7 separate regions of the Mus musculus genome follow, and regions 1, 3, 4, 5, 6 and 7 are each linked to region 2. Evidence: chromatin contacts called from public HiCAR-type, HiChIP or PLAC-seq and promoter capture Hi-C data. All regions are on one chromosome and are shown on one strand. The core of a region is the stretch at or near the end of the contact, and the rest is flanking DNA. Distances in the headings are between cores, read along the strand shown. Region 1 holds the start of Pts (6-pyruvoyl-tetrahydropterin synthase). Region 2 holds the start of Fdx1 (ferredoxin 1). Region 3 holds the start of Poglut3 (protein O-glucosyltransferase 3). Region 4 holds the start of Acat1 (acetyl-Coenzyme A acetyltransferase 1). Region 5 holds the start of 4930550C14Rik (RIKEN cDNA 4930550C14 gene). Region 6 holds the start of Tex12 (testis expressed 12). Region 7 holds the start of Npat (nuclear protein in the AT region).

Region 1 (3,619 bases), core at 670-3,169, 1.4 Mb before region 2:
AACCAAGACAATGACTCTGTCTTGAATTTCCACTGAAGGGCTCAGAGCCCTGACCCTGTCCCGGAAGCGTCTGGCTCCCAGCCCCCTCGTCCTTCTTCCCAACAGGCTAGGAGGGAATGTGCCCCTCCCTCACCTTTATAGTTGTGCCCGTGGCCATTCGGATTGTTGCATTTCCCAAACACTCTTAAGTTCTCTTCATCGCTCAGAGATGGGCTGACAGGAGAAAGATAGAGGTCAGCCCGAAGTTCAGACGTCCAGAAAACTCTACAATTTCATGTCACTGTAGATGATCAACTGGTTAGATCGCTTGCATATCATGATCCCCGTTTCTATCAAGAACCAACACTCCACTCTCTAATTAAACTAGATTACCACATAAATCATCCAAGACCTTCATCTCAACCCACTTAGTCCACAGTAAGATGTCAACAACTCTGCCCATAGTCAGCACTGTCTCTCCTGCCCTCTCTCTGTCGAGGTCTCCTCTATCCCTGGCTGGCCTCAAACTCACTAGGTAACTTAGCACGACTTCCAACTTCTGACCCTCTTGCCTCCACCTCCCAAGTCCTGAGATCTATGTAAGCAGGCACTGTGTAGTCAAGCACTCTACCTACTGTGCTACATCCCGGCTCCACCTTCCAATTCAACAAGCCCTGAGTATTAGCTATGGGATAAGAGATGAAGCAAGGAGCAGTGATAAGCACGAAGACATACATATCCTCCAGCGGCTTAAAAACGTCATTCCTCCTGACAAATAATGACCTCAGGCTCTTCTTTTCACAATCTTGCCCTCCTCTGCCTCAGCAGTTGCCTAGTGGAAACCTTACCAATGTGTTCCAGGACACTCAAGTCAGGTGAAACTTTAAACTTACTACACATGGCTGTCATTCCAGACAGAAAACAATTAGCTTAATGAATCTGTATCAGTCAACTTATCTGTGCATCCTTACTAACCTTGTGTGTAAGCTTCCTATTATAAAAATCCCTTTTGAGAGGCCGGAAGGATGGCTTAGCAGTTAAGAGTGCTTACTGCTACTGCAGAAGACCAGGGTTCAGGTCCCAGCCCACCCACGTGACAGCTCAGAAGCCTGTAACTCCAGTTTCAAGGAATCCTCTTTTGGCTTCCACAGACTCTTTCGTGCAAGCTGTGCACACAGCACACAAGCACACACAAACACAACTTTTTATTTAAATTCTTTAAACTCTTTCTTATCCCCTTCACTCTCTCCTACTGCGCACTTAGAGCAGTACAGCTCACAAGACTTTTGAAGAAAATTCTCACTGTACCCAACTTGACCACACGGAGGGGTGGGGGTAGAGGGATGACAAGTGTCAGCTGTTCCCTATGACAACCCTGTTGTTAGAAAAGGCCGTTCTCTGATGATGACATGCAGATCCAAAGAGCAAACCTTCAAGTGAGTAACGAAGCTCCCTTTGAAACCAACTCTCAGGTGCGGTCTTGTTTCTCTGGGATTCAATTCCCGACTGTGTTGCTCCTTTGGAAAGTATCAAGGCTGGTTTTACTTTTTTGGTAAAAGGGGGATGAAAACTACCTTGGGTTGCACCCGGTAGCCCATGCTCCTGTCATTGTACCTCTGGATGTGGGCAACCTCTGGAGGGAAACTCTCCAGAGTGGATCCTCCGGGATCGGAGCTATACCGCCCTCTCCCGGGTGAGTGCCGGTAGTGCAGCTCCGCACCTTCACCATTTCCTCTTCGGCCCGCCCCAGCTCGGCTCTAACCCACGCGCGTGGCCACGCCCCCCAGGGACATAGCGGGACAAGACCCGCGCGTGCGGTGACACACGTGGGCACACCCCACCTGTGCAGCCGGTGGCTCGCGCTGAAGGACACGAGGCGCGACAGTCGCGCGCGGCGACGAAGGTCACCCGCCGCGCTCATGGTCTTCGGACCGAAGACTCACAAGCTAGCGGTTCCGGCTTCCGGGACCGAGGCCAGTCCCGCCCCCGCGGCTGCGCAGTGCAAACTCGGCCCTCCCTGCCGAAAGCACTCCTGGGAGTGGTTTCGACTCGCGGCACCCTTCGGCCGACTTGGAGGCAAACACTAGCGCCCCCTGCTGTTCAGTCTTCGCTAGGCAGTCAGAAATACCTGGGGCCAGTGGGTGGGTGAGAAGCCAGAGGCCTGGATTTTTAAATTGCCAGGTTAGTTTGTGTCTTCTTCTTTCGCTTCATTTTTGACAGTCCTGGGTTTGACAAATCCAATGTCTGGGTGCCCTTATCAGATGTTCTCCAGCCCGGTACCACATTGAAAGTGTCCTTAACCAAAAAGAAACCCCAGCTAAGGATGGCAATGCACTGTCATTAGAGTTACCCTGCAGGCTGAAGCTGGGGCATTGATTTTAGGAGTCCCGATCTGTTCTAGGCAACATAGTAAAACACTAGCTTAAGTGGAAAATAAAGGAAAATTTTGACATCTCAATATCCAAGTGAGAGAATGTCATACAAAGAGACTTCCTCAAACCAGAGACAGCCAGAAAACAGATTCACCGTTCAGAGCCCTCAGAAGGAATACGCTGTTCCTGGTTTTAGATTCCTGGCTTTCAGAGTTTTTGAAATGGAAAGGTATTCCAGTGTAATCCCAACCGCTCTTGTGCAACATTTGCTGGTTCTGTGTTTAGATATTTGTCTCAGAAGGTTAGCTTCTATTAAATGTTGTCAGTCAGAGATGGCATATATCAGTGATCCCAGCACTGAGGCTGAAGCAGGAGGGTGACAAGCTCAAGGTCCGTCTCAAAAGGATAAAATCCTATACATAATTCAAATGGACACCTTTGGCAAGGCAGCCCCCACATCACCCATCCATTAATTAAATTTTAAAAACTAAATTAAAAAAAATGTTTACCCAAGTATCTTTGGCTGTCCTGGAACTTGGTCTGTAGACCAGACTGGCTTGGAACTCACCTGCCTCTGCCCCTCTGCCTCACAAATGCTCGGATTAAGGGCCTGCATTACCACCACAGTTAAGACCTTAATCCCAGATGCTTTAAGTATTAGACACATGTACTTCAGAACAACAAAATGGTCCCTGTTATCTGAAAATTCAGTTTAATGGGGGCAGTCCAACAAATAATATGTCAAGTGAAAAATTACCATTTCTGTGTCAGAGAGTAAAAGAAAGCTTCCAAGAGCAAATTAGTCTGAGATGGGTTTTAAGGAGTCCAACAGATGGGTAAATAGAAAATCCCAAGAGGAAAGAGTTTAAGCAAAGGAAATGTGGAAACGTAGCTTGCTTAATGCACAGTGACAAATTCTTGGCTACCTTGGGGTGCATGCAAAACGGAGGAGAGTGTATTGGAAATATTGACTGAAGACCAAGTAGTGGAAGAATTGTAAATGTCTTTCTACATATAACGGAAAAGAGACCCTGCCTTTCCCCTCCCATCTAGTTTTTCTCCAAGAGAAAGGAATTCCCAACTGTTAAAATAACATTTTCAGGCATAATGGAGTCTTGCTTGCCCAGATAAGTGTGGCCTACTCTCTGGTGCTATGCACACAGGAAGGAAAGGAGGAGAAGGAAGAAGAAGAGGAGGAAGAGGAGGAGGAAGAAGAAGAGGAGGAGGAGGAAGAGGAGGAGGAGGAAGCCAATCCTGGCCATCTTACA
Region 2 (3,700 bases), core at 419-2,918:
ACAAAATCGTGGGAACCAGTTTGCAAACGCATGTGTGTTCCCTTAAATAGTAGTCACACTGATTATGTACAATGTATGTCACAGCTTAAATCCAGAAAGCACCTGCCACAGAAATTAAGGCATCCATGGGTGAATGGTTGGAGGGGCCAGGAGAACTAGGACTGAATGGTCCTAACAATTTCCCTCTCACGTCATGCAAAATATCTGTATGTACAAATGTATTTGTATGCACAAATGTATGTACACACATTCTTGTTCCTGCTATAAATATAAGTTTTCTGAAGAAGCCGTATCTGCGTTGACTATTTTGCAGACTGATACACCAGGCACAAACATTTGTGTTGTGAAGAGGTGATTGCCACAGATCTAGAGACAGCCAAAGTTACCTTGAGTGAAGGCCTTTAATGGCCACGTATCACCAGACACTATTTCTGAGCTTCATGTTTACCAGGTAAAGACGTTTGGAACATATTATTCGGCTTCCGATCCAAATGCTATCTATGTAAGTTAGCTTTATATAATCCTGTGATCCACTTGGTGTCCCAGCAATATATTTGGCAAGTACATTGATTTGTGACTTTCTTTGGGACTGTGACTACAAAAGTTGAGCTAAGTTCTTCCACCGAGTAACATACAATCCAGGGAAACCTTAATCTGTGTTTCCAGACCAAAACCACTCTTGTTTCACTTTGAAGAAACTTTCATCTTCCCTTTGAAGTAACAGATGTGTTTTGCATTGACATTGACATTATATGATTCTCACCTTGTCCCTACACTTAGAAACCTGTAAGTAAATCTCGTCTTTAGTAAATCTAAGGGGACCGTGCTTTTGAGAACAAATATACCCAGTATCTCCACCCATGGTGGTGGTGGTGGGAATCTCTCATCTCTCTCTCTCTCTCTCAACATTCACCACAGAATTCTCTACACTATGACCCCCAGAACTGTTGCTAAGAGGCAGCTGCCTACTGAGCCCTCACTTTCAATCAGGTGCACGAGCAATGTTACCTTCACGGGGTCGTTTATCCCTTAAATCATCCTATAAGGGCTACACTGTTACCCTGGGTCAACAGGGCGGGTGTAAACCCTACCCTACCTGAAGTCAGCACAAAGGGCCAACACAAAGCAACCCCAATGGCGAAGTCGACAAGGACAACCCACCGAGGAAGCCCCAAAGCCAGCGCCCCACACCGCCCGAGCCAGGCCCAGAAGACTAGGGTCACGGGAAGAGCTCTCCGGCGCGGGGCCAGCAACCGAGAGGCGAGGCGGAAGGGAGTCGCGGGCGGAAACGCAGGCCGCGGGATGAGGGACCCATCGCCGCTGCCGCCGCGCCTCACCTGCTCCGCGCGCGCGCAGACACGCTCAGCGGCCGGCCGGGCCCGGCCTCTGCATGCAGGCGGGGACTCGGGGTCCACGGAGAGATGGCAGTTCCCGCTCCGGTCCCGCAGACCAGCAGCCGACAGCGGTCAAGGCCGCGGAAAGGGACGGAGGCGCAGGCCGCGCGCAGGAGTCGGGCGCCCGGAGCGGCCGCCATAACCCTGTCGGAAGGTTCCGGGTCCCGCGGAGTCCTGCGCAGTGCTGAGGGTCGGGTAGGTCCCGCGTGTCCGGCTGCGAGAGGGCTACACTCCCGCGAGCGCCCTGCGTGTCCTATAACCCGCGGCTGCGCCCCGCCTCGCCGCTGCCACGCCTTCGCGGGGCGGGGCCGAGCACTGTTCCAGGGATCTGGTTAAGAGTTCACCTTGAACTTTTTCTGCAGTCAGCTCTGCGCTCTGGAGCAATTACTCATCAAGGACTGACCAAAAAGCCACCAGATTAACTTTTGCCTTTTGCCATAGACCCTCAAAAACAAAGCAAATTATCACAGTTTCCAACACTTTAGAATACAAGTTACAGCAAAAGGGACCTAGGTTTTTCCTACACAGGACAGCAGAGAGTTATACAAAGTTTTAAAATGCCAATAGGCATTTTTATGAAGAGAGACATGCATAGGTAAAAGCATAAACTATCTCATAATCAATAATTTGCTATTTAGGGCTGCTGAAGAAAGCAGGTAATAACGGTCAGCCTGAACTGACAAACTGAATATATAAAATCCTGAGAAGTTAACAGGAAACTTTTCTTAAATGAGTAACTATTCAACAGACTTCAAAACTAGAAAGCCGACTTTTAAAACGCGCACGTTGTCATTGCTAGTACATTTTTGAAAGAGTTTTTGTGGTCAGATACGCAACCTCCAAACCTAAGTCCTATGTTGATCAGAGACCTTGGATAAATTACTCTTGGAGGATAAGAGTTTCCATGACTGCGGATAAGCTCACACTCAGGGCCACTCTGGAGGTTAGGTGAATTAGGGCAAGGAACTGCGTCACAGACCATGAGCAATACATACATCATCTTGAGCATTCCTGATAAGGTGCTGAAGGACAGAAGCACATGTTGCAAGCGAACTGAAGACAGTAAAAGACTACTTAAATATTCAAGCTGAGGCTGGAGACGTAGCTAGGGGTAAAGAATGTGTGTTGCCCTTGCAGAGAGCCTGGGTTCAAGACTCAGAAACCATAGAGCTGCTCACAACTCTCTGTAACTCCAGTTCCGGGGGATCCAAAACTTTCTCCTGGCCCCTCGGACACCAGGCATGCACATGGTACACATTAGATATAGATTCAGGCAGACACATACATTTGGGAGGAGAAAGGGTATTCTCAAGAGGCTGAGCACACGGCTCACCAGTTAGAGTACTTCTTGAGCTTGCACAGGATCTTATTTGGTTTCTCAGCACCCACTGCAGTTGGCTCCCAACTTAAAACTGTAACTCCAAGTTTCACAGTAATCCTCTGCCCTCGGGCCTCCACAGGCACCCACTGACATGTGGCATACACGTACCTACACACACATATTTTTAAATAAAAATATTTAAAAAGTAATACTTAAGAGGTGCAAAACTGGTCAGGTGTTAAGGACATTTGCCGCTCGTCCAGAGGAGCAGAATTCCGTTTTTAGCACCCATAGTCAGGTAGCTCATGCATGCCCAGAACATGCTCATTCTGACCCCATGAATACACATGCACACCTCAAGAAAATAAATACTTTTAAAATGAATATTTAAAGAGATAGTCTACCTGTATAAAGTCTCTCTAGAGGACATATGGATATTGAACCTGCAGGGTGTAGACATGATTACCTTAGTCTTTGGGCTAACATCATGTTTAAAACTCGGGTTAGAAAGGGGTGAAGAAATCCTGATGAGAAGGCTTTTGTTGTTTTTCAGTCCTAAACCCAAAACCTAAAACTTCATCAGATGATTCAACCATAGGAGAACTGGGCAAGGCATGCATTCCATCTCAGTCCTCCTGTAGAAGAACAAGCTTTGCTTGGCAGGGTGTGTATAAGGTAGTTGAGTAGTTTTATCTTAATAGTCCAATATATCAAGGCTTTAACTAGGCATTTAGAATAAGCTGGTGTTCCCAGGTAACTCAATATCAGCATTAGAATTCATGAAGCATCTTCATAGAGATCAAGGGTGGGAATTGTTCTCCAGACTTTGAAAGGCAGGTGAGGTCACGCTAAGGATTGAAGATATGGACATTCAGCAGAATTCCAGAAGAAGTGAAAAACATGCTGGCTGTGAACATAGATAAAGCAACATGGAATCATTGCAGACTTGCTTTTGCCCATGGGTCGCCTCGTCTATAAAGTGCCA
Region 3 (3,964 bases), core at 1,285-3,784, 1.4 Mb after region 2:
TGTGTGTGTGTGTGTGTGTGGTTTCTCAAGGCAGGCTTTCTCTGTGTAGCCCTGGCTGTCCTGGAACTCACTCTGTAGACCAGGCTGGCCTCGAATTCAGAAATTCGCCTGCCTCTGCCTCCCAAGTGCTGGGATTAAAGGCATGCGCCACCACGCCCGGCCCATCCAGCAGTCTTAACTACTAAACCATCTCTCCAGCCCTTTAAAAGATGATTTTTTTTTAAAGTATGAATTTTCCCAGGAAAATTACGAAGATACTGGGGGTGTGGGGGGGGGGTACGTACCTGGTCTTTCTGGCAACTATTGGGAGGGGTTTGTCAAATGGATGTCTTGCAATTCAAAACAAAAAGAGTGGCTTGCTTCTCTTTCATGTACACCCAAAGTAGCCAACCAGCTTGGAGACATCAGGGTGCCTAGACTGACATCACTTCCTGGATGTTCTCAGGTTTAGCAAAGAGGAGGCAGCTGGCTTGAATTGGGGGCCAGCTCATTCAGGAGCACCACAGACTGTTCTTTGTAGTTTAAGACAATCACTTAATGATCCTTCTAGTTACTGTCCATTGCTTGTCTGGTTGCAGTCTTAGGAGTCAGTTGCTTGACTCCCCCCCCCCCCTGCCCAATAGGTGTTATTTCAAGTGTTATATAATTTCTTTTTTTTTTTCTTTTTTTTTTTTTTTTTTTTTTTTTGGTTTTTCGAGACAGGGTTTCTCTGTATAGCCCTGGCTGTCCTGGAGCTCACTTTGTAGACCAGGCTGGCCTCGAACTCAGAAATCTGCTGGGATTAAAGGCGTGCGCCACCACGCCCGGCTTCTATTTCAAGTGTTATATAATTTCTTAGGCACTATCACCTAGAGCCAGATAACCCCCGACTCACTTCTCTGGGAAAAGGAAATTTAAGTTCAATTTTGGCAGGGTGTAGATAAAATGTGTTTACACAGGTTTTGTGTGTGGGTATTTATTGTGTGTGGTGGTATTTATTTATGTATAAATGCTAGCTGGAGCAGAGCAGAGTAGGCGTTCCATCAAAGCATGCAAACGACCCCAGGAAACAAGCCATTGGAAATCACACTAAGTTACACTACACTGCTGCCCTGCAATTTACAAGTGACTTATTCCCAGTTCCTAATGATGCGTCTAAAGAGCGCTGTCTATAACGTCCAGGGGCTAACCTGAGACCCCAGCGCTGTAGAGTGCATATGGGCATCTGCCGATTTCTTCCTGCTGGCCTCTATACTCGCCTATGATTGGTAATTGGGTTGGTGACCTGGGCCGGAGCTCAAAATGCTCAGGAGCCCAATTAAAGCCTGGGGCCTGGTTCTGATAAGCTCTGGGTTGAGATCTACCAGGAAGATCTCTGCCCATTCTGCAGGATGAATTCTTCCAGATTTCTCATCCTGGGAAGAATAATTAGTTCCTAAAACTCAGATAAAAAGAAAAAATAATTAGCAAGAGTGAACAAACGGGGGCTGTGGGGCTGTTCTTCCCGGCTCTTGATGCTCAGGAGTGGGGTGCCCAGGGCATAGTGGGCAGGGAAGGATAGGTGCCCAACTCTACTGAGACGCTTGCCCAGACCCTGCCTTCTGCTGCCCAAGTGCCCTACACAGGAAACACCGAAAGATAAGGGACTTCAGGGTAGTAGGCTGCCAATCACAAATATACGGAACAGGTGGGCCGGTGTGTGAACAAAGACTAGGGGAATTCCTCACAGGGAAGCTATTCCTCTTGTTCCACTGTGGCACTGGAAACCAAACCCTGATGTGCATTTATAATAAGCCATGTTTCCAACCCTTTTCTGTCTGGGTGTAGTGCACACCTTTGATCCCAATACCTGGGACACAGAGGCAGGTGGATGACAGTGAGTTAAAGATCAGCCAGTCTATATACATATATAGAGAGTTCCAAGGCAGTAGGAGATACATAGGGAAAACCCCAACTCAACCAGTTTTCTCCACAAGGCAAGGTGGCTTGGCTTACACACCTTTAATTTCCCTCTACTGGAGGAGGCTGGGGTGGAAGGATTGTCATCAGTTCAAAACCAGCCTGAGATACAGAGGGAGACTTCCTTCTCAAAAGGAGAAACAATAAAATATAGAAGAAGAAAAGGGGGAGGAGGAGGAGGAGGAGGAGGAGGAGGAGGAGGAGGAGGAGAAGGAGAAGGAGAAGGAGAAGGAGAAGGAGAAGGAGAAGGAGAAGGAGAAGGAGAAGGAGAAGGAGAAGGAGAAGGAGAAGGAGAAGGAGAAGGAGAAGGAGAAGGAGAAGGAGAAGGAGAAGGAGAAGAAGAAGAAGAAGAAGAAGAAGAAGAAGAAGAAGAAGAAGAAGAAGAAGAAGAAAAGAAGGAAGAACAAGAAAAGGAAGAACAAGAAGAAGAAAAAGAAAAGAGGTAACAATTTTAAAACAAGCACACCCTGCCTTTCTCCAGACTGGCAAACTCAGGCAACTAGTGTAGGGATGACTAGGAGCGTAAGGCCTGGGCGCGGTACACGAGCCAGTCGGGGTCCGGGCGCGCGCCCGGCCCGCCCGGGGCGGCTCTAGCCAGAGGCCCGCCCTCGGGTGTCCCCTCGGCCCGGCGCTCCAGCTCCTCCCTGGCCAGCGGAGCTGAGAGCCGGCGACCATGCAGGCCCTGCCGCTGGGGCTGCAGCTCGCCCTGCTGGTGGCGGCGGGGGCCGGGGCGCGCGTGAGCGCACCGCGGAGCCTGGCGTGGGGCCCTGGGTTGCAGGCCGCCGCCGTCCTGCCCGTGCGCTACTTCTTCCTGCAGTCGGTGGACTCGGACGGCCGGAACTTCACTAGCTCGCCGCCAGGTCAGCGCCCGTTGCCGTCCCCGCGCGTCCCTGTCCCCACACGTGGCCATCTCCCCACTGCGGGTGTCGTCTTCTCTCCCCTCCCATCGGCGTCCCTTCCCTCCTCCCTGACACCCACGGGGGCGGGAGGTGCCACTCAGGACCGTTGGGTGACTAACTCCAAAGGCTGGGCCACAGGTCCCGCCCGGTGACAGATGTAAGGGTAAGTAGAGTAAACGGCGCCTGTGGGGTCCCACGGAGCGCAGTGGTGCCATCACGTGATGCAGATGGCCCTTCCTGGCCTGCAGGGCGCGCCTTCCTCCCTCCCTCAGCAGCCCACTCTTCTTAGGCCCGCAGTGCAGACCACGCGAAGCAGGGAAACTTCCTAGAACCGGAGAAGGGAGGCGCTTGTCTTGAATCTCAGCAGGGCCCTCCTCCCACATCTGATTGCTTCTCTGGACTTGTCCAGCTGGTTTCAACTTGTTGCCAGTCAGGATTTGCTAATTTGTGTCTAAATGTAAGGCTGCTCCCATCTGGCGTCCTGTTTTGCCTGCAAAGAGGCAGAGAACTCCTTGGCGTCCTCCACCGAGCAAACGGGAATTTCACGTACTTAGAAGTCACGTGTATATGGTAATCCTGGAGTAAAAAAGAGGATGGCAATGTCTGCCTATCGAAAACTTAAGACTCTGCTGAGAAAATAGATAATAAGCAACCTGCCTATCAGGGCAAAGCACAGTTGCTGCAATTGGATTTCTGCAGCCTGGTGTAAACATTAAAGAACTGCCAATAGGTCCAAGGGAGTCTGGGAAGCTTCAGGAGTGCGGGTTTGGAGGCTGAGAGGGGTTTCTAGACTGGCTTGCAGCCGCGCAAAAGCAGAGAGCGCGAGGATCAAGTGTTGAGAACAGGAGTCTGTGGAACATGGTTCAGATTCAAACCGTGTTATGGTGTATCTGCAGTTCTGTAATAAATAAATGAACCCAGATAAGCACTCATGTGGTTACAGCAGGAGAGTAAGGATCCCCCCCCCCCATTTTAAAAATCTTTTTCCCCAAATAAAATGTTCTGCAAAGATTATTCGGATATGTGTGTGTTTGTATATGCCACTTGTGAGCTGGTGCCTATAGAGACCAGAAGAGAGCACTGGATCTGCTGTAACCATAGTTCTAGACACTTGTGAGCCACCTAAT
Region 4 (3,618 bases), core at 436-2,935, 1.6 Mb after region 2:
GACCTCTCTCCAGCCATCCTCGCGAAACTTACTTACTCATCCAGAACTCCTCTGGGCATGATGGCTACTCTTTCAATTCCAGATAATCCAGAGGCTGAGGTAGGGGAGTGAGGAGTTCAAAGTCAGATGACCTAGTTAGCAAAACCACTAGAAAGAGAGTAATAGTAATGGTGGGGAGGGGGAGGAAGGAGAGTGGGGCTGGGGCGGGGAGAGAGGCAAGAAAAGGGAGGGGAGGAGAAGGAAGGGTCAGAAGGAAAAAGGCACACGAGTCTTTCTTGGGAACACTTTTTTTTTTTTATGCATATGAGTACACTGTAGCTGTCTTCAGACACACCAGAAGAAGGCATCAGATTCCTTTTTTTACAGATGGTTGTGAGGCACCATGTGGTTGCTGGGAATTGAACTCAGGACCTTTGGAAGAACAGTCAGTGCTCTTAACCACAGAGCCATCTCTCCAGCCCCGGGAACACTTATTTTACGAGTGAGGTTCTGCCCATCTCCAGATGAGAAAATAGACTATCCCTCTGGCTTTCCTATTACTGCAGTCACCCAGTACTTATTGTTTTTTTATCTTTCGGAGACTGGGTATCTCCAAATTGCCCACGTGGGTTGAAATCCTTGATCTCAAGCTCCTCTTGCCCGAGCAGCAACTCAAGTAAGATTCATTTTATAGTTTGTTTGCCCTCAGCTTCCAGCTCCAAGCCTCGGGCCCTCAATTATTCTTTCACAATCTCTTGCAGAGCAATGCTCTCTTTCAGCTCCTATTGCCAGAACTACCCGTTTCGGCGAACCCTGATTTTCTCAGAAACAAAACCACGCAAACCTAACTCCAGACTCTTAAAGACTGACCGACAAAGTCTAGAATGTCACCTTTGGAAAGTACAAAGTGTTCGCCGAACACAACCATCAGAAGCGAGGCACTCACTTCAAATAAAAATTATTTCTTGTACTGTCTCAGTAGCCATCTTGTTAGTTTTAAGACAATCTTCTGATTGCCATATAGTGCCTGAGCTCTGATTAAGACAATTAATTAAACCAATGATTAGCCAGGTGGTGGTTCATGCCTTTAATCCCAGCACTCTGCAGGTGGAGGAAGACCAATGAGCTCGAAGCCAGCCTGATCTTGAGAGAGAGAGAGAGAGAGAGAGAGAGAGAGAGAGAGAGAGAGAGCGTTCCAGGGCAGCAAGGGTTCCACAGAAAAACCAGTGGAACAAAATACAAACCAAACCCCAAAACTCAAACCAATCAAACAAAAAAACAAGGAAAAGGAAATCACAAGGTCACAAAAACGTCTTAGAAACTCCTGGGCCTACAGAGAGACTCAGCTCTCTGCAGTCTGGGATCGCGCCTGGTCAGGCCCAAGCTTTGCTGCACAGCTGATGCGGAGCGTGACAGTAGCACAGACTGACAGGTGGACTGACACACGACGGCGCAGGCACTCGATCCCCAAGGCGCTGGTGCTGAGCGCTGTGGCCCACGAGGACGGACCTCGCGGGCGGCTGGTGGGCTCCCCGATCCCGGCCCACCCCCGGAATCGACCCTGCTCACCTGCAGCAGCCCGCGAAGCAGAGGCCTGCGGACGACGCCGTGCAGAGCCACCAGGGCAGCCATGGAGACGCGAAAGGCTGTCAAGGGCAGAGAGACGCGCCGCGGCCTCCACTTCCCCACCGCAGAGCTTGCGACGTCGTGGCGGGCACCGCCCCGACCCTCTCCTCCAATAGCAGTCCAAGATCGCTGCGCTTGGCGGCGATTGGCCCGTAGCCAGAGGGCGGGGCCTGGCGCTTGGCCCGAGGACTGAGCTGAGGCTCTCCTGGACCAAAAAAAAAAAAAAAAAAAAAAAAAAAAAAGGACTAATGACCACGTGGCTTGACACCTAGGTGGTGCACGCTAAACTGTTGATTGTTGATGCCAGTTGTTTCTGCCTCCAGATGCCTGTAGTTTTCGTGCAGTCCGAGACTTTCCATTCACTTTGCCGTGCCTGATCAGGTGACTGTATTACCCAGACAAAGGATGTTGGTAAATGTTTCCAGCAATTCCCATTATATTCATTTATAATACAAATAAACCAATTTCTTACGTTAAAAGAATGTTGAAGTTGTTTTTCTGTAGGATGCTAAGTAAAATACATATTACTATCTAAACTTCACTGAGTAATAATAAGATTACATCAACTTTCAAAGAAACTCCCCGCAGGCTGGGTGTGATGGGACACACTCAGGAAAGAGGCAGGTGGATCTCTATGAGTTCGACGCCAGCCTGGTCCACATAGCGAGTCCCTGAACAACTAAAACTACAGACGGAGACCCTGTCTCCAAATAATTAAAACAAAACAGAAACAGTGCATTAACTGATATTACATGATAATTCTCACATTTGTGTAACCCATTGCTAAGGCTAGTTGGAGGATTGTTTTGCTTAGGTTTTGTTTGGTTAGTTTTTAGATAGGGTCCCACGGTGTAGCTCTGGCTATCCTGGAATTCACTATGTAGACCAGGATGGTCTTGAGCTCACAGAGATCTTTCTGTCTTTGCCTCCCTAGTGCTGGTATTAAAAGCACTATGCCAGGCCATTTGCTGACTTTGAATCTTCAGTTGGGGATAGCAGATCTTTCTGCTTGTGACATTAATTTTCCTTGATGTAAAACAAAAGGCACAACATACAAATTGAACAATTTACTTCAAGTCGACTTGTTTCATGTAATTGTGTGCACTCCTGTGTAGGCCAAGGGTAAACCTCAGATAACTCCCTCTGAGACTCTCTGCTGCTTTTTGTTTGGTGTTTTTTGTTTTGTTTTGTTTTTGTTTGTTTTGTGAGACAGGGTCTATCTCTCCTTGCACTAGAATGGCTGGCTAATAAGCCACCATCTCTACTCCTTCAACCCTATCCACCCATCCATGGAACTGGGGCTACAATCAAGGGCCACCACGCCTAGCTCTTTACATGGATGATGCTCTAAACGCTTTCTTGTGATGCAAACACTTTGCACACTGAATCATCTTCCCAGACCCTTTTGGGGTAAAGTGTGTGTATGTGTATATGCACCTTTGTGTATCTGCACCAAGTGCATACAGGCGCCTGAAGAGGACAGTAGAGGGCGTCAAAACTCCTAAAACTGAAGTTGTAGGTAGTTGGGAACTGTCTGTTGTGTTCTGAGAGCTGAACCCAGGTCCTTTCTAAGAGCTGATAGTATTTTTAACTGCTGAACCATAAGCCCCACTTTTGTTTTGTTTTTCAAGTTAGAGTCTCATGTAGCCTAGGATGCACTCAATCCCACTAGGTAGTCAAAGATGACCTTGAAGTTCTACTCCTCCAATGTCCACCTTTAGATTGCTGGCAACAGAGGTGGGTATTGATCCCAGGTCTTCATATAATCTAGGCAAGTATACTAAGCTATCTCTTCACTATGAAGCCTACCGTTTCCTTGCATGGTGGGGGTGTGCCTTCCTCATTAAGATACTCACTATATCAAAATGTCTTGGGTGATTGGCAAAGCTTTGGGATGGGCTTCTATAAGAAGCCTACACATCTTCAACATGGTTTTTGTTTTGTTGGGGTAGTTTTGGCTTGTCTGTTTGTTTTGGAATGTAATTGGCAAAGGAGGGATGAATGTCCCACAGC
Region 5 (3,958 bases), core at 712-3,211, 1.4 Mb after region 2:
AATAGATTTGTTGAGTGTTTCTGCTCGGCTTGAGTAAACCTTTCTGACTTTACTGTTCTAGGGAATTTAAGCAGTTTTGGCCTAGTCATCGGGGCCTGAAGAGGAAGCACAGCGGCCCCGAGAATCACTGGGTGAGTTCTCCACCAGGCGCGCCTTTTCTCAACTTTCTTCGATTTGTGATCCGAGTTTGATTGTTTGCTTTCTCAGTGGAAGAGCATGGGGGTTCATGCCTTCTGGGTAAATGTCCTACAACTGAAGTATTATAATCCCAATTTTGTACTATTATTATTATTATGTAAGTACACTGTTTCTGTCTTCAGACACTCCAGAAGAGGGCATCAGATTTCGTTACAGATGGTTGTGAGCCACCATATGGTTGCTGGAATTTGAACTCAGGACCTTCGGAAGAGCAGTCTGCGCTTTTAATCACTGAGCCATCTCGCCAGCCCCAGCATTGAGGTTTTTGTTGTTGTTGTTGTTTGTTTGTTTTGTTTTTTCAGGGTTTCTTTGTATAGCCCTGGCTGTCCTGGAACTCACTTTGTAGATCAGGCTGCCCTCGAACTCAGAAATTGGCCTGCCTCTGCCTGGGATTAAAGGCATGTGCCACCATGCCTGACTATAATCCCAAATTTTAAGACATGTTAAAATCTCGACTGTGGCTGATTGAGGGAAAGTCCTAACCACAGCCCACAATCCCTTGCCTAAAACACCCAGTCTGCAACGCTGGAGAGGGTCTGTGCCCTGCCCCCAATTCCCCTTGCAGTTCCAAGACAGCCAGGACTACATGGAGAAACCCTGCCTTGGAAAAAAAAAAAAAAAACCCTTATGGAAAAAAAATTTAAACAAAAACAAGAAAATTAATCCTTTTTTTTTTTTTTTTTTTTTTTTTTTTTTTTTTTTACAAAGTGAGTTCCAGGGCAGCCAAAACTACACAGAGAAACCCTGTCTCGAAAAAAAAAAAATTTACTCCTATCTGTGTGCTAACACGTGGCTGGTTCTGACTCCCAGCTTCATGCTCCCAGGAATAAGACTTAGACTCAAAATATATTTACAAATACCTTGGCCATAAAGCCAGGGTTTTCTCTGACTAGATCATAACTTACATAATCGACATAAACCCATTATTTTAACCTACATTTTGCCACATGGCTGGCTATCAATGCTCAGGCACCATGAGTCGGTCTCCTCACATCTTCCCGGGCTATTCTCCCTTGGGACTCTATCCCAGAATCCTTTCTGCCTCCTGGATGTTCCACCTCCCATTTCCTGCCTAAGCCATAGGCCACAGACTTTTTAATTGACAGGTGATGCATCCATACAACACACAAGTATTCTCTCTACGCATGGCCACAGTGTCTTGAAGGAGAACCAAAGCCCAAGGCCCTGTTTATGGAAACTGTGATAATTTTGAAGGTCTTGACATTCACTTTGTCACCGAATTTCCTACAGAGATTCCGCCCCCACCCCCCGTAAAAATGCATTTAGTATGTAAGGAAAATATTTTCCTAGAAGTTCATCTTCCTCACAAATTATGTTCCATGCAAGAACATAGAACTGGGCAGGTCTGAATACTCTTCATTTTACATTGTTACACTCTGACATTGAGGTAATGTCGGCGTGCAGGATATTCAACATTCAAGTCAATAAAGCATGCATTAAATATGCAGTGTGCTTTCGGGTTCTGTGAAGTCCTCTATTTAAAACCCGTGTCAGGCTAAGGAGCTTAAATTTAGAAATAGCGTTAGTCTGAGACCTCATGTTACTTAGGCCTTCAGCAAGGCCCGTCACATGCCCGAGATCTCTCTGAGTTCCTTTCTCAAGTCCTCTGCCTCTATGGCACTGAGACTGGAAGAGAGCGAGATTTCTACCAGAACAAACATCAAAGTGAGAATGGTCAGGGTTGGGGGCGGGGCCTAAGAAGGTTGCTAGGGAAGGAGCTATTAAGTCATTTCCGACTGACTAAGTCGTTACCAAGGAAACAGCGGAGAGCGACAGAGATTGGCAAGTCAAGGGACATGTTCCCTCCCCAGCTCCTTTCTGCTCTGGTGTCTGGTTTGATCTTGGCCTGCTGAAAGACGCTAAATACTCACGATCTTAGTATGCTACCATCCTTCTCCATGCTCTGTTCCCCAAACCCCTCTCCTGGCACAGTTGCTCTGCTGTGATGGAAAAGCTTTCCTCTACCTCACCAACCCCCACTCCAGCCTCGCCCTAACTCAGGAGCTGCAGCTTCGGGGATATTGCTAACCCACCTCTCGCATTGGGTTTCCTCCACCCTGTTAAATGCAGTATGTGGTTTTAGATTTTTCTCCCTAAAATATTTAGAGATGGAGGGAGCATTCTAAAGGGTACATGCTTAGGATTTCTGTCTTGTCCCTCAGTATCAAGATGTATAGGTAAAGAGGAATAGCAAAATCGTGAAGACACATTTGCTGAAAAAAATAAAATTTAGTAAAGAGAACGGGAATACGGGTTTGGAGTTGGAGGAAACCACAGGACAAGGGTGTCCACTTGCAGGGCTCCCTCTGAATCCCAGCACAGGGCTATTGGTTTGAGACTGGCTGGTAGTCCTCTCCTAATTGGCAGTTCGCACCTGGGTGTAGTAAAGTCCTGACTTAAGCAATGGTTTCCTTGTGCTCCTTGGGTCTTAGAATTGAAGTATTTCCCACGTGGTTTGAAGCCTCATAGCAAACGGTTCTGCTCTGAATCATAAGTTTCCTTTACCCTCTCCTGCGCCTTTCATCTCTCCTTCTCTAACAATATTTTCACGTTTTAGTGCCTCATATTTAAAAAAGACAAGCCCTCTTGAGTCCAGCCTCATCTTCTGGCTACTGTGTCCCTGCTTCCACATAACAGCCCAGAGCCTACTTTGTCAATTCCTCAACAACCTCGGTCTTTTGCTCTGCGGCTCCACTGCTGGTAATCAGCAGTTAGGTCTCTCTCTCTCATTTTTGACTGTACTCATGCACATTTACCTGACCTGCCATTTAGTACACTAGCAACATTTAGTATAGTTGAACGTGCCAAGGCTTTTTGGTCTTCTTTCTCCTTTCACGAAGTGCCTTTGTTCCTCGGGATCGTTTCTGCGTTGCTGTGCTAGTCACGACAGAATGGCAATGCACACGCTACACCTTTAATTTGCATCATTAACACATCGCCATAGATCCTTAAATCTTAAGTCAACTAGAAAAAGTCATAAATACCGATTTAAAACATTTGATAGTTTTCACAATGCAAATACTCTTAGGGCCAGTCTTATAGCCTCAGAACTTGAGAGAAGCTGGGCAAGGTTAACCCCTAGTCTCTTCCTTATCGTTATTGTTATTGCTGTTGTTTTGCGATTCTTCTGGAAGTGTCAGGCAAACACTCTTTCCCTGAGCTACAGCTCCGGCCCTTCCTCTTCCCACCATGTAGGTTCAATTATCAGCTCAAGTGCAACGCAACAGTTAATTGCTGGAGATTTCAAAAAAAAAAAAAAGTCTTTACATTTACCTGTGTGTATGTGTGTAGGCATTCAAACTGAGATTGTCACGCTGGCAGAGCAAGAAGTTACTCAGTGAGCTTTCTCTCCAACCCCTCAATTCACTTTTATCTCATATGCTAACACAAGAATCAACTCAGCATACGTCCCCAGAACACCCTCACAGTAGAACAACTTGACATCCACCACCTCTCCCATCACAGCTTTGGAAACCTTGGAAGGGGCTAAGAACTAGACTCTCTCCTGAGTTCTCTACTACTCTTTACAGTTCAAATAGAAACTGAAGTGCAAGTAGTGATTTTTGTTTCACCCCTTAATAGTACAAGCTTCATGTTTTTTTTTTTAAAGTAATGCATGATATATAAAATGGACAATGTAGTTAAAGTCTATAACCAATCCCAGTTCTAGGCTAGAGGCTTGGGAAACCTTGTGGCTACAGCTGTTTAAGTCGTACAATAGAGTATGTAAAGGTCACAG
Region 6 (3,715 bases), core at 617-3,116, 1.4 Mb before region 2:
GTATGCCTCCTAAACTTAATTTCTCCCCTCTCTAATTTATCCTACCTCTCAAAACTCTTTGTTCAAACACCCTCTGGGTCAGTAAACTCAAGTTTTATCACACGGCATCCAAGGTCCTCCATCATCTGAAACCAACTTACTAACTGTATAATTTTCAACTACCAGCCTATAAAAAGAGGAGCTCAACTAACCTCATTGGCAAGTCTATCTTGTTTCAGCACTTAGAACATTTAAGATTCGTCTATCTTTATACATTTTTAATGTTAAAATTAGAGGCTAGAGCTCCCCTCTTTCCATTTTTCCTTCTTTCCAAAAGAAGAAATAGGCAGAGATGGCTGACCACATTTAAACAAATAAAACTGGTCTATCCCAGAAACAAGACCTCTTCATTCTTCTAGTCAGAGAATGTTTCTATTGTTCCACCCTTACCTTAGCATGCCATCAAACTGCTTTGCCATAAATTCTGAAGCTACTATCCTAGGAATCTGAACAGTTAAGGCTCAAACTTGAAAAGACATTGGAACTTAAAAGCATGGACTCTACACCTTAAAAGTTGAACTATTTACATTCACTTTCTTTCTTTCTTCCTTTCTTTCTTCCTTTCTTTCTTTCTTTCTTTCTTTCAGGGATGGGGGTTAGACAGGGTTTCTTCTTTGTGTAGCCCTGGCTATCCTGGAACTTACTCTGTAGATCAGGCTAGCCTCAAACTCAGGAGATTCACGTGCCTCTGCCTCCTGATTGCTGAGATTAAAGGCGTTCCCTACATACCCAGCTCTGTTACTTTTAAACACCATGAGTTAGATAACTGTAGAGAGTCTGAGTACTTATATATATTATGCATATGATGGAAACAAAAGCAAACCGCAGATTATAAAGATGCTTCTAAATACTGCACAGTACTTCTGCATGCCTACCATTATCTTCACAGTACTAAGCTGAAGTGTGTGTGACACACTTCACACACACACACACACACACACACACACACACACACACACGAATACACTGACATTCCTAAAGAGTCGAATATAAATTTCAGAGACACCAACCCAAGGAAAAAAAATCTTCCTCTTTTAGTTTTCCCTTGTCTTCTTCTTCTTTCCTTTTTTTTTTTTTGTGTGTGTGTGTGTGTGTGTGTGTGTGTGTGTGTGTGTGGTTTTTCAAGACAGGGTTTCTCTATAGCCCTGGCTGTCCTGGAACTCACTTTGTAGACCAGGCTGGCCTCGACAAGTGCTGGGATTAAAGGCGTGCGCCACCACGCCCAGCCTTCTTTCCTATTTTAAACTAACAGAACGTATACACACGTCCGATAAAACTTCTATAATTACGTAATTCTGTATTTGTAAAAGTGGTTTCTGTTCTAATTTAAGACTCCTGAAGAGTCTTGAGTCTGCGTTAACAGGCTTGTCCTCACTCTGTGAAGACATCAGTGCCCTGCGGCCAGGGCCATCAGGAGCATCGCCCTGTTCACTGTTTTGGTTTTTCCTCTGTGGCAGTAGTTGGCTCGGCTTCGGGATTTCTGGGACTGAGACTCGCCACACAAAGCAAGCTAGCCTGGAACTCCCTGGGTAGCCGAGGCTGGATTCTAACTCGCAGCAATCCTCCTGTCCCCGTGCCCTGCGAGTGCTGGGACTACTGGCGTGTGCTCTACTCCAGCGTTGTCTCTTTACAACGCTACTGTCTCTTCACGCCATTTCCCCGCCTCTTCCTCTCACCTCCCTCACATCTGCGACTCCACGCCAGGCCCCAGGCCCGGAGAGGCCGCTTCCACCCCCACTCACTGCTTTCTTTCACACTCGCCACGTTCCCGTCACACGCGCTCACCCTCTGGCCCCACTCGCAAGCGGAGATTCGGCCACGACCTGCCGCCTCAGAGCCGCAGCACGAGCGTGAGGGCTTCGCGCCCCTCTGCGCAGGCGCCGAGTGAGCGGCTCCCAGTAGGCAGCGCGCGAGCCACGTGACAGTCTCGCGGGGCCGATCAGCCTATAGCGGCACTTCCCTTTACTTCCCGCCTTTTTCCTCCCAACTTGGAATCTTCGAGAAACAGAAAGGTCCTTTCCCACACTGTGGAGAAGTTGGAGTAAGCTTCAAAGCGGGTCTTTGGGAAGGAGAGAAGTGTTGCTCTGGCGGGCAGGGCTTGCGGCCTGGGCCAGGAATCTCAGCAGATGAGCATGAAATATTTCCCACCGGCTGCTCGCAGGAAAGCATGCTGGGCATAGTGTGCTGGCTCGGGAGACTCCACCAGTTCCTCCAGCCCACAGGCTCTATCAGTGTCCCTCTTTGTCCTTGGTGCTACCAAACTCTCCAAGTCACACCCTTAAAGAAAATAGTTGATGAATTAAAAAAAAAAAAAGTCAGTTAATTTGGCAGACCTAATTAGCCCTCAGAAAGTATTTAGTAACTCTCATGGATCATACACTCATGACTTACTTTTATTGGGCACTGTCACACCCCGACTTTGACCTGCAGTTTCACAAACTTCCTAAACTCTTTCCAGTTAGTTGACCTGGTGCAGAACCAGGTATATTGCCTCATAAAACAAAGGTGAATGGCATGCCTCCAGAAACTCTGGGAGCATAATTTTACATTTTAGAACTTTGTTGTTTAACACGTGGGACTTTGTTTTGTTTTGTTTTGTTTTTCCTCTTGTTTATTTAAAGGTTGGCATCAAGGCTGGGAAGTAAGCAGAGATGTAGAGCATTGGCCTAACTAGAATGTTCCTTGCTCAATATGGTAGGTGGCAGGGTACTTGAAAGTTTATTATCTGTGTTGAAATTTTTACTGTGTGTAGTACGATAATGGGAAAGAGTTATACATTTTTCATAAAGCTGATTATGGTCATTTTACAGGACTTTCCTGGTCTTGGGTTCTCCAGCACCCATAAACCAGTGCACACATGTAATTCCAGCACTAGGGAGGTGGAGACTAGAGAATAAATTTAAGATCATTTGCTACTTTTGATGCTATCCTGGGATACATGAGATCATATCAAAGTTTTTTTTTAAAAGTCCCTTAGAAGAATCCATTAGAAGACGATGGCTTTTCTACTTTTTTTTTGTATAAACATGAAATAAAAATGTAAGGATTTAACTTTTTTAGGTTTATATTTATATTTAACTTTATACTTAGCAAATATAAAGTTCTCCACCAGTATTTATTTTGTTTTGTTTTGTTTTCTTGTGTGTTTTGGAGGCAGTCATGATTTCTAATGCAGGGTAGACTGAAATGTATAATCTTCTTACTTCAGTCTTAACTAGTCTATATTATTAATCAGCAACACTGTTATTTTTTAAAGTCCATTAAATCAAAAAGCCTGGGTCATGTTGTATTATTATCTTCATATTGTAATATATCTAAAGAAATAGTTATCTATTTGGTTCTTAAAATATTTCAAAGAAAAAAGACCTAGTGCATACATTTTTACCAGACTAAACGAAAACATAGGGGGTTTTTTTTGTTGTTGTTGTTGTTTTAATGTTACCTTCATTGTATGACAAATGAGTATGAAAGGGTATGGAGGGTTATGGTTAGCCAGTGCCTTAGTGTCTTCCAAGGACTGTCAACAAGTCTATAAAATACACAGGGCACAGAAACATATAGCTTATTCTATATCATAGAAAAAGAAAGAACCATGTATCAAAGTCCCATAACAGAAATGTACAAATTGTTACTGTACATCTCTAGAGCTAGAAAAAGCTTTCTGGCATCTGCTTCT
Region 7 (3,862 bases), core at 1,353-3,852, 1.6 Mb after region 2:
CTCAAAAAACAAAAAAAAAAAAAAAGGAAAACATTCATTGATAACAGCAAACAATATTTGTTTCACATGTACAGTGTATCAGGTTAGGCATGCTATGGACAGCTAGAAAATAACTGAACCATACTGATACACAGCCTACCCTCTTGGAGACATCTGGTGACAATGGTGATGATACAAGTATTAATCCATAGTTCCAAGTTGCAACTTATGCCTCAAAGGAAATCAAAATACAGTAGAAAACAAAAGAAGAGAACAGAGAGTGCCACAGCACATTAGTGTAATCCCAATACCAGTGGGAAGGTAAAGAAAGGAGGATAGAAGTTTAAGGTCACCCTCAGTGAGATCAATGCCACACTGAGCTAAAGAAGCTCATACCCCCCCCCAAATTACAACAGTTTATCATTTAGATTAAATTGTTATGAATTAAGTAAATGCAAGATCTGAATGAACTGAATGGCAGAAAGAGGCAGAAAGGGGGGGGCAGTGAGGGAGAGGAGAGGGAGAGGAAGGGAGGGAGGGAGAGGGAGTAGGGGAGGGAGGGAGGAGGGGGAGGGAAGGAAAGAGAGAGAGGCAGGTAGATCTGTTGAATTCAAGGCTAGCCTGGTCTACAGAAAGAGTTCCAGGACAGCCAGGGCAACAGAGAAACCCTGACTCAAAAACAAACAAACCAACCAACCAAATAGTGGTGGGTGGCAGAACCAAAGCTATCCAACTAGATGAAGAGAGCTATCAAGTGAACAAATGCTGAGACATTAAAACAAGTAACATAGTTCAGCTCCCAACATTCAACTAAAAAAGCTTCCTAAGCAACAGCCCCTGAACAGACAAATCAAATCTTCCTTTTGAGGGTTCAGTCAAGTTGATGCATTTTGACAATAATTACATCTCCCCTTCCCAGAAATAACCCCACCTGTGGCATGTTAGTCTTGGCTAGTGGTAAAAAGCACTGGGGCTCAGTCAGGTATTGCAGGCCTAGGGGAGGCTCAGGCAGCACAATTGTGAGTTAGGGGCTAGCCTGGGTTGCAAAAGGGTGGGTTCTATGGTCAGGCTGTATTGTTCGGATCCAGGTCCATTCAATTAACAGTTATCCAACCTGCAACATGTTGGTTAAACTGGCACCTGTTTTCTGGATGCTAGATGAGAAAATGATACCAGTATCTACTTTAAGGAGTTCGTTTCCGTTTCTGTTTCCCTCTCCCCCACCACACACCTACTTTCTCTTTCTCTCTCTTACTATCTCACTCTTTCTCTCTCTCTCTCTCTCTCTTTCTCTCTCTCTCTCTCTCTCTCTCACACACACACACACACACAGCAAATATTCAGTATAACTGTCATCCTGTTACTGTCTTCTCTTACGATCGCTTTATAAATCTATTTGATGACTGTTTTTTTCCTCCTCTTCTTGCTCTCATCCCTTCCTCTGGCTTCAATACACTGGAAACTTGCAAAATCTGTATCACTCAATAACAAGAGCTCGTTACACTTTGTGCCTTTCCATGCACTTCCTTCTGTCTGAAAGCTTCGCTACCATCTTGCAGAAGAATTTACACCCGGCAAGATCTAGCAGCAAAGTCGATTCTTTCAGGCTCAGTTTCCACAGAACCAGTCCTTCCTCGGCTAACACAGTTTTTCCTATCACATTGTCGCTTTGAAAAAGTAGCTGTCTACTTATCTGTGCCAGGTGGCGGGGGTGGGACCGGGGAAGGAGCGCAGGTTAAACATTTTCAAAGGCTCAGAGTGGCTGCCACTTACCTACTACAGACAACACAGGCAATACAACTGACAATGAGAATACGAGACTGTGATTTCCAAGGGCCAGTGCTCTTAACTACGAACATGTGCAAACCTGTAGCTTAAATATAAATAAACGCTCTGAGACTAAAGTATGAGATTTAAAAAATCTAGATCGACCAGAACCCTTAAGATGACAGATAGGAAAGAGGGACGTGCAGAAGGGAAGATTTAGGCTCACTCCATCTAGGGTCTGCAGAAAGAGGGAGAAGATGACGGCCGTTCTGCAGAGAAGGGGTAAGAGCCATTCGGAAGCTGAGGAAAGATGGGCTCAGAAGAGAATTTTCCCCTCACAGAAGTCCCCGAGCGTTCGTCCCTCGCTCCTACCGCTGCATTCTGCCTGCCAATGCAAACCCAGGTCGCTTCGCCTTTTCCCGCGTGCACGGATCTAGCAGCTGGTTCTGTACGCACGCCTTCCCGCTTCCGGCTCTATAAAGCAGCAAGTTGGTAAGGCACGGGTGCCCCAAAGGAAGAAGTCGGCATGCGCCGCCGCACGACTGCGCTTGCGCGTAGGCATCACGCGCTCTCCAACTCAAAACACTCGCTCCCCTCAAAACAGTCTCCCGGCCTGAGGAAACGCGCCTGCGCAGTGCGCACCAATGGCGATTGCCCTCGCTCCCGCAACTCCGCCCAGGGGCCGACGCTCCCACAGCCGGCCACCAGGTCCTCTCTGGCCACAACCCTCCGCAGACGGAAATGACGACGGTTCCGAGGAGAACGGAGGCGGGTTTCATTTCGGCGCCTTTCTGTCTCCCGCGGAAGCGATTGGTTAGTGTGGCACGAAAGAGGCGGGACAAATTGCCGCGGGTTCAGCACCTCCAGTGGAACCGGGAGATGCGGCGGCGCCGGGGCTGTCGCCGTGTTTGCTTTGAGTTGAGTCTCGTCCCTTCAGGCCGCTCCCTGTGCAGCTCGGATCATGCTGTTACCCTCGGATGTAGCCAGGCTGGTATTGGGTAAGCGGCGGCCTGGGAGGGCGGGTGATCGGACCCGGGCTGAGGGGACGGAAAGACCAGGGGCTGAGGGGGAGGGCTGCTCGGGGTGGGGAAGCTCTGAGGAGTGGTCTGCTCCCGTCCAAGTTCAGACTAGCGGAGAGGCTCGGTCCCTCGGCGCCTTGGGACAGTCGAAGCTCCTCGGTGTAGGGATGTCCCTTCTCCTCCTGCTGCGCGATGGGGGCAGCCGAAGGGAGAAAGAAGCTCGGCGGGGAACACCTGGGGCCTGGATTCCGAGGCACAGCCAGGCCCGCTGGGACACCTGAAGGAGTGTCGCCTGCGTGATGGACGAGGCTGCGTGTCCCCTACCCTTTCCCTTGTCAAGAGCCGGGACTGATAAAGGAAAAGGCGGGGGGACCCCCGCTTCCCCGGCCGCCCAGCCTTGTGGAAAGACTTTCCGACGCCCTTACCCATAACCCGACCTTAGCACTGGGAATTTGGGACACAGGGAGGGCCCCACACCCCTGGCCCACCATAGTGGCTTGAAACGCCAATTGCATATTTCAGAACGGCAGCGTGTCGTGTTCTTGAGCAAATATTTAGGAGGTACGACGACTGACTTCTGGTTGCACACGTTCTAGCCCTCGTTTTCCTCCATTTTCGAAAAGGGTTTGTTCATAGACCACTGGTTGGTCGGGAGATACTGTCTCTGGAAAAGACTGTTTTCGTTGTTTGTCCTGTGAAAGAATAAAAGGGATTGTTCTGTAGGGAACAAGAGCCTCTTAGGCTCAAAACTGGACAGTGACTTTGAAACGTTATTTGGGACATCTCTAAAAGAAAGTGGTCGAAGTATGAGGACTCATTCCATAGTTTCCACAGCCGTTACGAACATTTGCTTTGTGCCCAGCCCTGTCCAAAAAATAAAAATTGCACATTAGGCAGGACTTATTTAAGAGGCTCTGTACGATTCTACTGTCCATTTTTTGAGAAACTTAAATACAAAAACTAGTGTTTTGAATGTTTTCATCTTCATCAGACTTGGATAGTTAAATTTATACCTGTGATTTTTAAACTTAGCTTTCTTGTAATTTTAAAATTAGGCTCATACAAAATTGGTTAAAAGTAGACTCACATGATTTTTT

The links. Promoter capture Hi-C pulls out the DNA fragments that hold promoters and counts their contacts. HiCAR-type assays count read pairs that join an accessible place to other places. HiChIP or PLAC-seq counts read pairs in DNA pulled down with a chosen protein or histone mark.
Region 1: a promoter capture Hi-C map of liver shows a contact between it and region 2, with 2.4 times the contacts expected there. The contact joins the promoter of Pts here to the promoter of Fdx1 in region 2. A contact is called at or near these places in 3 of 39 promoter capture datasets (hippocampal neurons, liver and pre-B cells).
Region 3: a HiCAR-type map of astrocytes shows a contact between it and region 2, with 4 times the contacts expected there. The contact joins the promoter of Poglut3 here to the promoter of Fdx1 in region 2. A contact is called at or near these places in 8 of 39 promoter capture datasets (the 3T3-L1 cell line, 3T3-L1-derived adipocytes, cranial neural crest and 5 more), 1 of 115 datasets of contacts at active chromatin or transcription factors (astrocytes) and 1 of 9 other capture datasets (embryonic stem cells).
Region 4: a contact with region 2 is called in a promoter capture Hi-C map of liver, with 4 times the contacts expected there. The contact joins the promoter of Acat1 here to the promoter of Fdx1 in region 2. A contact is called at or near these places in 5 of 39 promoter capture datasets (3T3-L1-derived adipocytes, cranial neural crest, hippocampal neurons and 2 more) and 1 of 484 Hi-C or Micro-C datasets (B cells).
Region 5: a promoter capture Hi-C map of the 3T3-L1 cell line shows a contact between it and region 2, with 6 times the contacts expected there. The contact joins the promoter of 4930550C14Rik here to the promoter of Fdx1 in region 2. A contact is called at or near these places in 8 of 39 promoter capture datasets (the 3T3-L1 cell line, 3T3-L1-derived adipocytes, cranial neural crest and 5 more) and 1 of 115 datasets of contacts at active chromatin or transcription factors (astrocytes).
Region 6: a promoter capture Hi-C map of liver shows a contact between it and region 2, with 2.7 times the contacts expected there. The contact joins the promoter of Tex12 here to the promoter of Fdx1 in region 2. A contact is called at or near these places in 3 of 39 promoter capture datasets (liver and pre-B cells).
Region 7: an H3K27ac HiChIP or PLAC-seq map of large pre-B cells shows a contact between it and region 2, with 5 times the contacts expected there. The contact joins the promoter of Npat here to the promoter of Fdx1 in region 2. A contact is called at or near these places in 5 of 39 promoter capture datasets (the 3T3-L1 cell line, 3T3-L1-derived adipocytes, hippocampal neurons and 1 more) and 2 of 115 datasets of contacts at active chromatin or transcription factors (astrocytes and large pre-B cells).

What each region holds. Positions count from the first base shown.
Region 1 is chr9:50,526,737-50,530,355 of GRCm38.p6, forward strand. Pts (6-pyruvoyl-tetrahydropterin synthase) reads right to left here and starts at 1,920. Exons shown (of 6, transcript NM_011220.3): 1 at 1,821-1,920; 2 at 134-213. The coding sequence starts at 1,900.
Region 2 is chr9:51,961,934-51,965,633 of GRCm38.p6, forward strand. Fdx1 (ferredoxin 1) reads right to left here and starts at 1,669. Exons shown (of 4, transcript NM_007996.2): 1 at 1,338-1,669. The coding sequence starts at 1,534.
Region 3 is chr9:53,381,489-53,385,452 of GRCm38.p6, forward strand. Poglut3 (protein O-glucosyltransferase 3) reads left to right here and starts at 2,535. Exons shown (of 8, transcript NM_212445.2): 1 at 2,535-2,798. The coding sequence starts at 2,612.
Region 4 is chr9:53,608,665-53,612,282 of GRCm38.p6, forward strand. Acat1 (acetyl-Coenzyme A acetyltransferase 1) reads right to left here and starts at 1,686. Exons shown (of 12, transcript NM_144784.3): 1 at 1,549-1,686. The coding sequence starts at 1,611.
Region 5 is chr9:53,403,325-53,407,282 of GRCm38.p6, forward strand. 4930550C14Rik (RIKEN cDNA 4930550C14 gene) reads left to right here and starts at 1,962. Exons shown (of 9, transcript NM_001376944.1): 1 at 1,962-2,288.
Region 6 is chr9:50,559,402-50,563,116 of GRCm38.p6, forward strand. It overlaps Tex12 (testis expressed 12), which reads right to left and starts at 1,867. Exons shown (of 5, transcript NM_025687.3): 1 at 1,825-1,867. The region is part of intron 1 of Il18 (interleukin 18); the gene reads left to right.
Region 7 is chr9:53,534,445-53,538,306 of GRCm38.p6, forward strand. It overlaps Npat (nuclear protein in the AT region), which reads left to right and starts at 2,603. Exons shown (of 18, transcript NM_001081152.1): 1 at 2,603-2,744. The coding sequence starts at 2,708. It overlaps Atm (ataxia telangiectasia mutated), which reads right to left and starts at 2,227. Exons shown (of 63, transcript NM_007499.3): 1 at 2,119-2,227.